Linked DNA regions of Zea mays: region 2 is linked to region 1. The links are chromatin contacts, called in public Hi-C maps. All regions are on one chromosome and are shown on one strand. The core of a region is the stretch at or near the end of the contact, and the rest is flanking DNA. Distances in the headings are between cores, read along the strand shown.

Evidence for each region. Hi-C and Micro-C count contacts between places; a contact is called where the count stands out from the background.
Region 2: a Hi-C map of leaf shows a contact between it and region 1, with 4 times the contacts expected there. The contact joins the enhancer-like site here to the promoter of LOC100274518 in region 1. A contact is called at or near these places in 2 of 25 Hi-C or Micro-C datasets (leaf and tassel).

The regions. Positions count from the first base shown.
Region 1 is chr6:39,531,778-39,535,321 of Zm-B73-REFERENCE-NAM-5.0, reverse strand. It overlaps LOC100274518, which reads left to right and starts at 1,856. Exons shown (of 4, transcript NM_001148875.1): 1 at 1,856-2,218; 2 at 2,299-2,515; 3 at 2,602-2,814; 4 at 2,916-3,474. The coding sequence starts at 1,932. The coding sequence ends at 3,176.
Region 2 is chr6:39,882,561-39,886,104 of Zm-B73-REFERENCE-NAM-5.0, reverse strand. No RefSeq gene overlaps it. Among protein-coding and RNA genes, the nearest start is that of LOC103630975, 180 kb to the right of the region's middle. Within about 2 kb of position 1,549, at least 20 of the 20 cell types and tissues checked have an H3K27ac peak or open chromatin away from gene starts, as enhancers often do. A contact at or near this core is called in leaf and tassel, where this site is marked.

The DNA of each region.
Region 1 (3,544 bases), core at 607-3,106:
CATCTGCCATGCATGGCAACCTTCACCACATTTGATCGATCTCCAGCTTTGTTCCTCAATGGTGCGTACAATCACTATTCTCGGTCTACTCTAGAGGAGGAAGACGAGGCATTGGCAACATACCTACGCAAAATGAAGAAAGTTGGGGACCATAGAGAGGGATCTAGGGTTAGGGTTACGATTCATCTATGCAACCGGGGACCAGCGTCGGAGAAGACAACGACCGCCTAGACGAGATACACCAATTAGAAATGACTGTGAATGGGAGAAGAGAGACTAGGCGACAACTCGAAAACTCACATAGTTCACCAAGAGAGAGGGGGGAGAGGAGACAGGGAGAGGAGAGGGGAGAGGGATCAGGGAGAAGGGAGCTATATGTCAGTAGCCGTTAGGTGCTATATCGAGCAGTGGCAAGCCCAAGATTTTAAGGATGGTATTCGAAATTGTTAAGAGGTAAAAATATAGCCATATAAAATCTAAATATATGGTATGTCTTATGTATTATACCGTAATATATTACATACTAATAGTTTTATAGCATATATCAAACAAAACCAAATTTAGTTGAGCACATAACTAATTATTAGGTAAAATTGTTTAAATACTAGTGATAAGAGACAACCGAGCAAGGACGACGAGCTGGGGGCGAGTGTTGCACAACGCCACGACTAGCGAGAGGCGGCCACCAGGTGGGTGGACAATGAGCGGAACCACACAACAGGTGACCACCGGGTGTGGGCGACTGGGTGAGTGGGTGAGGGTGCAAGCGTGCGACGCGCCTGGAGGATGACGTGAAAGCGTGTGTTGTTGAGTCGTCGATTGGAGTTGAGGCACTAGCCTGCCAGACGTCCTAGTATATTTTTGATTTTAGCCTAAATACTAGGGATGTAAATGATACAAATATTATCTATTCGTATATGAATTCGATTTTAGATGCGTTCGTTTAGAAGTGGATTAAATGGGATTGGAGTGGATTAATCCATTGCTAGTCAAAACTGAATAGAAAGGGTTTTATTCCTTCTCAATCCCGCATGATCCACATGCAACCAAACAAGGCCTAAGAGTGCTGATATTCGATCTATATTCGAGTTTGGATATTTAGTATCTGATCCATGTCCGATCTGTATATGTATGTGTATACTCAAAGTTTGATATTTAAGATGCCGATCTATTGAAACAACTCGATAATATATGTATATGATGTGAATTTGAAGAACTAATATGAAGACAAATATGGAATGAGTAATATCCGTCTGTATCCCATCAGATTACATCAATTATTAAATATTATTAATTTTTTATATATACATATATAAGATTCACTAAATATATTTAATTTTTAACAAAAATCTTGGGTATTCATTTGAGTGTCCATGACTTACGCTAGGCCCGCCCCTCGTATCTAGGTCACGGAGTCGGAGACGGAGGCGACAGCGAGGCAAGAAGAAAGTGGAATCGTCGGATCAGAGTGAAGCCAGGTAGACGAGAGAGATAGAGTGACGTGTGATACGAGAAGCTAGGAGATTGGAGAGGGGAGGCGAGGAGCTGAGTGGTGGGTGGGAAATGGGGGTATATGAGGTAGGGCGTGGGGGTCGGTCGGACGGGCTGCTAACAGAGCACCCTAGCGGGAGCAGGCTGTACCGTACCGACCCATGTGCATAGTTTTTGGCCTAGACAAAACTTGCTCCCTAGACGTACCAGCCCAGGCCCACCAACTACCGGGCCAGGCCGTGCATGGGCCGGATGAAAAACACGGGTTTCGGGCCAGACTCAAGCTCCATGTACAACTATGGCAACTGGCCGGCTCGTCCTTTATAAGTACTGCCCGCCGGCATTGTTTATTCATTGGGGGCATTTGCTACACCACCACACCCACACCCCATCCCAGCACACAACAAGCAGCCTGGTTTACGGTAGCTGCTAGCAAAACAATGGAGAACCCTGCTCCGAGCATCGTAGTGGCCATCGCCGCACCCGTGGCGGCGGAGTTCGTGAAACTCACCTTCCGTGCCCTGTATATGCGCCGGGCTGGTCCTGGCAGCAGGGAGATGACTGTGCCGGGAAGGCCATCCGACCAGCTGGGCAGGAGAGTCGTCACTGACAGCCCCGTGTACGACGGCCGTGGCGCCGACGCCCGCCTCGTGGCTCGCATACAGGGAGTCACGGTCCTGGTCGGTAACGCAGACGCCTTGTTCACCATGGTGTTCGAAACCGACAGGTGTGTGTTCATCTTCAATTCACGTGCAAGCTGTAATACTGATTCATTCAATTCACCATCGTCTGTTGGTCATCAATCAGGCTAAAGGGCTCCACGCTCGTCATCAACGGAATGGTCACGGATGGGTCAGACGAATGGGCGATCTACGGCGGAACCGGGGTGTTCGCCATGGCCACCGGTGTCATGAAGAGAAGAAACCTTGCCGGCGGTAGCAACGACGGGAACTCTGACGAGCTTGCCCTGGAAGTTTTCTGCCCGGTGTTTGGCGCATCACAGCAACCAATTAGCAAGCAGCAGGTACTGTATGTCAGAGAGAGAGAGAGAGAGAGAGAAACAGCAGAATATATATTCTTGGTAATATACTAATCAGCTGCTGCATGCAGGAGTCCATCTCCTCCGTCACCAAGATCGGACTATGGGGCGGACAGGGAGGGTCGGCACAGGACATCACGGCAGAGCAGCCACCACGGCGTCTGCACAGCATCACCGTCCGCGCTGGCGTTGCCGTCGACTCCATCGAGTTCACCTACACCGACGACGCTGGGCAGAGGCGCACTGCTGGGCGGTGGGGTGGACTTGGCGGCAATGTTCGAACGGTGAGCAACATGCAGTAGTCCTCCATCGTATCATCCATCAACCTCTTCATGAAGCATAATGCATGTCCATCATCACTCGAACTCTGCATGCGTACGTGCAGATCGACCTTGGCGACGCAGAGGATGTCAGGGAAGTCTCGGGAACATACGGCGCATTTGAAGGTGCCATTACGCTGACCTCGCTCAGGCTCGTCACCAGCAGCAGAACCTGGGGCCCCTGGGGGGTCGAGAACGGGACGCGTTTCTCCATCACGGCGCCCAACGGCAGCAGCATCGCGGGATTCTATGCGCGGGCGGGAACCAGGCTCGTCGACGCTATCGGTGTTTACATACGTCCAGTGGTGCCAGGCAGGCCTCGGTGAACAAGCGAGCCGAGCTCGCTCGTATTACGAGCTGTAGGATTATGGTTCGGCTTGACTTGATGTAGGCTACCTGCTACATCATGCTCGATTCACTATCCTTTAATTCGGTCATCGTCGTCGTCTTGTCTCGTGTCAAATAAAGCTCTCTTGTGCCTATATACGGCTCTCATGGTTGTGCCGTGTCTCTATATGTTAGTGTTTATGTATATGTGGAGATCAAATAATGGCCTTGCAATAATGATCAAAGACTCGCTATGTTAATGATAATTTCATTTTATATATTGGTTTTTTTTGTTTCAGATTTCGGGTTTTTATGGTTGCATGGAATGTATACATGTACAAACGGGACGTCCGATCCGGCCCGCCAG
Region 2 (3,544 bases), core at 300-2,799, 350 kb before region 1:
AACAAAACAAAGAAATGAGGATATCTATGATAGAGATTTTAGAATTTTTTTAAAACCTTCTTGAATTTCTCATGTCTTTGAATGTTTAACTTCAAAAAGAAAAGAGGAAGGAAATTATATTTAAGTCATCTACTATTGCTAGAATTAAATAGTGGGAAGAAGAATAAATAAATAAGATTTCAAAGTGCAAAAGTATTATTCAAGAGAGAATTATGAATTCAAAGTTCAAACATGAATTTAAATTTAGTTTGGAATTTGAGAATAAGAGAAAGGAGAATAGAAAATAAAATAGAATTTGGAGTAGGAAAAGGAAAATGCTATAAAAATATGGATACACTAAATATATATGAATTAAATTTTGGTTCATACTGTTATTAGAATATAGACATTTAACTCAAGTATAGAGTACAAATACATGAATTCAAATTGGAAACCCAAATTTGGAAAGAGAAGAAAAGGGAAAAGAAAAGGAAATACAAAAGAAAAAGAAAATAAAAGGGAAGAATACGCCTGGGCTGGCTTCTTAACACTCGGCCCAGCAAGCTATCTCCTGTCTCGCGCTCGGCCCAGCCAGACTCCTCGGGCGCGCACCCACTGGCGCTGCGGGCCCACTGGCCAGCTCCTCCACTCGCTGTTGGATGAGATCACGGTGCCGACGTGTGGGACCCGGCAGCCAGACCCTCGCATCGCGCGCTGCGAGTTCCCTCTCCACCACTTCCGCGTGGGTCCCGCGGGTCGGGCTTCAGTCTGTGCATGCGATACTAGCGGGTCCGTCTGTCAGTCATCGAAAGTGTGTTGGGGGCGAGCTGGCAAAAGCTCCGACTCACTGCGATTGAGCTCGGTAGTCAGTTTCCCTATGTCAACAAGTCATCACCGGTTACCCTGCGGGACCGGGCGGTCAGCCAACCTCCGCAACAAACTCCATGGCCGCCGGGAGATTTCCGCCTTGTACGGATCGGCGGAACGACTGCCTACAGCTCATGCTGCGAACCCCAGGGGCGCATAAAGGACTCGGCCAGCGACTCGATCAACTCGCCCCACCCTTACCCCGCCATCCTTGCCGCAATCGTGAGAATTTCCTGCCGCCACGGAGAGAAGCTGGGGCTACTGCAGGGGTGCTCCGGCTTGCCGTCGTCCGCGCCTCCATTATGGGGCTCAGGGCCTTCCCTCGGCTGCGGGGCGGGCGCTGGTGGCCACGCCACCTGGAATTGTCGTCGAGGACTTCACGAATTGGTCGCTGGACCTCTCCTCTCGTGCTCGAGCCGCCGCGCAGCGAGGGCGGACTTCCTTAGAGCTTAATCGCCGGTAAAATCACCATCTCCGCCCTTGTTGTTCTATTGGCTTCGTTTTGCACTAGAAATCGCGTAGTGGCTCGCACTAGGAGCCGGATCAAGCACGCGACGGCGATGCTCCGCCGCGGGGCATAAGCGCGCCGCCGCTCAGCCGCCGCTGGGTTAGTTGATGAACACCGGTCATCGGATCCGGATCTAACGGCGTGGTTTAGATATGCGTACCCCTTCGGTTTGGACGCCGCTCGGCCGTTGATCCATGCGTGTCCGGTCACGATTGACTGCAAAGCCCCAGTCATGCTCGGACCATTGATCCGTGATCGGATGGACGCGGTGCGATCTCCGGAGTTTAGAATCTGAACCGTAGGCTGTAGATCCAGTGGTGGCGATTGGATCTGGATATATAAACATCTACACCGTTAGATCTTAATCCGAAGGTCCGCACTGTATTTCGTTCGATTGGCTCGGGATCTAATCTGGATCTTCAGATTTCGATCGGACGGCTCTGACGCTCTCATACCCCTTCGACCTCGCATGTTTGCAAAAGAGCCCTTCGACTTCTTGTGAATTAACCCGCCGTCCAGTAGGGTTGCGGTCTGAGTCTTGTGGAAAATTATAGATGAGCTCCTGTCTTTTCTAGAATTTGACGCCCAGTCCAGGGAATTAGAAATCCACTAAAAGTAATTGGAAAATGATTTTTAAACGTGAAAATAAATGCTGAAATTTTTATAAATCATAGAAAATTCATATGGAGTCCAAATTAATCCATTCCAATTCCTATAATTTTGTAATATTATTGTTTATTAGTTAGTACCACTGTTTTGACATGAAAGTCAAATTAAATTTATATTCTATTTAATCTTGTACAAAACACATAAAATCTTTGGAAATTCATAACTTAAAATCTATAACTCCGATTTGATCCATTCAAGTTGCATTAGTCTCGTATAAATAATTACTATGCAATAACAATAGTTATTATACCATGTCTCATTCTTTTCTAATTAGATCTTTATTTAATTTTTGTGGGTTAGTCTTGTTAATCTACTTATCATTATAATCTACTATAAGATGATTTATGGTCAATTCATAACTTAGATTAAAGTTGAGATAATTATTTATAAAATAACCTCTCATATGATTTATATTAACCAATTTATAATATAGTTTAATATTTAATCACACGGATCTTCTATAAAATCATAACTCCTTAATCGTAACTCCGATCTTAGTAGTTCTCGATCCCACGATCTTATAGCTTCGCGTAGATCATTATTATTCAGTTTGTTGTTATGTTTGGTGTGATGTTAATTTTATCTATACCATGTTTGTTTGTATTGCTACGACTAGCGCGAGGTTTCGAGGATCTAAAGAATCACCCAGGTAACTGGAATCTCAAGTGCCAGGCAAGTTTTGCCCTTGATCCACTTTTGTTACACAATTATATTCTTTATTATCACTATTCATGCATAGGTTTAATTTTGATGGGACCCAATAGGTCACCCTAGACTGTTTATCTTTTACCTTGTTTACCCCTGAATCATTGGGTAGTTATGCTATTGCTTTACACGGTTTTTGGGTTAATATTTCATTATATCCATGTTCCTATTATTCTGTTATGTTATTTATGTTCATGATAAGATCATTATGTTAATGGGAACATGGAGAACCACCCGGGAAAATAGTGCCACCACAAGGGTAGTATGGGATGCCCTTGGCTGACTAATTAGGAAAGCTAGTGGATGACTACCTTACCCGAAAGGGGCAAGGGCAGTAGGGGAGTGGTCAGTGTAGGGAGGTCCTTGGGTTGATTATGCTATGATGGCGGTCAGGTGAGGGATCCCTGCATTGGAGCTTCCTAGAAACTGTAGCGGGTTTTCTGAAGCTAGTGGAACATTGTAAAGGCCTCGTAGTGTTACCCTGCCTCGCTTTCTTAGTAGAGGTGTATGGGATTCATGACCCCTTGGAAGATGGGTAACATGACTTGTGGGTAAACATGCACAACCTCTGCAGAGTGTAAAACTGGTATATTAGTCGTGCTCACGGTCATGAGCAGCTCGGACACTCACATGATTAATTTATGTAACTTAAATTCAATTTGTCATTTGCATTTGCATGAGATTATTTATTAATTTTGTTCTATTATTTATTATGGTTTGGTATATACTTATACTTAGTAATTGCTAATAAAATTTTGACCAACTTATAAAAGCAATGCTCAGCCTCAACCTTTATTTTGTTGATCAACCTTACAC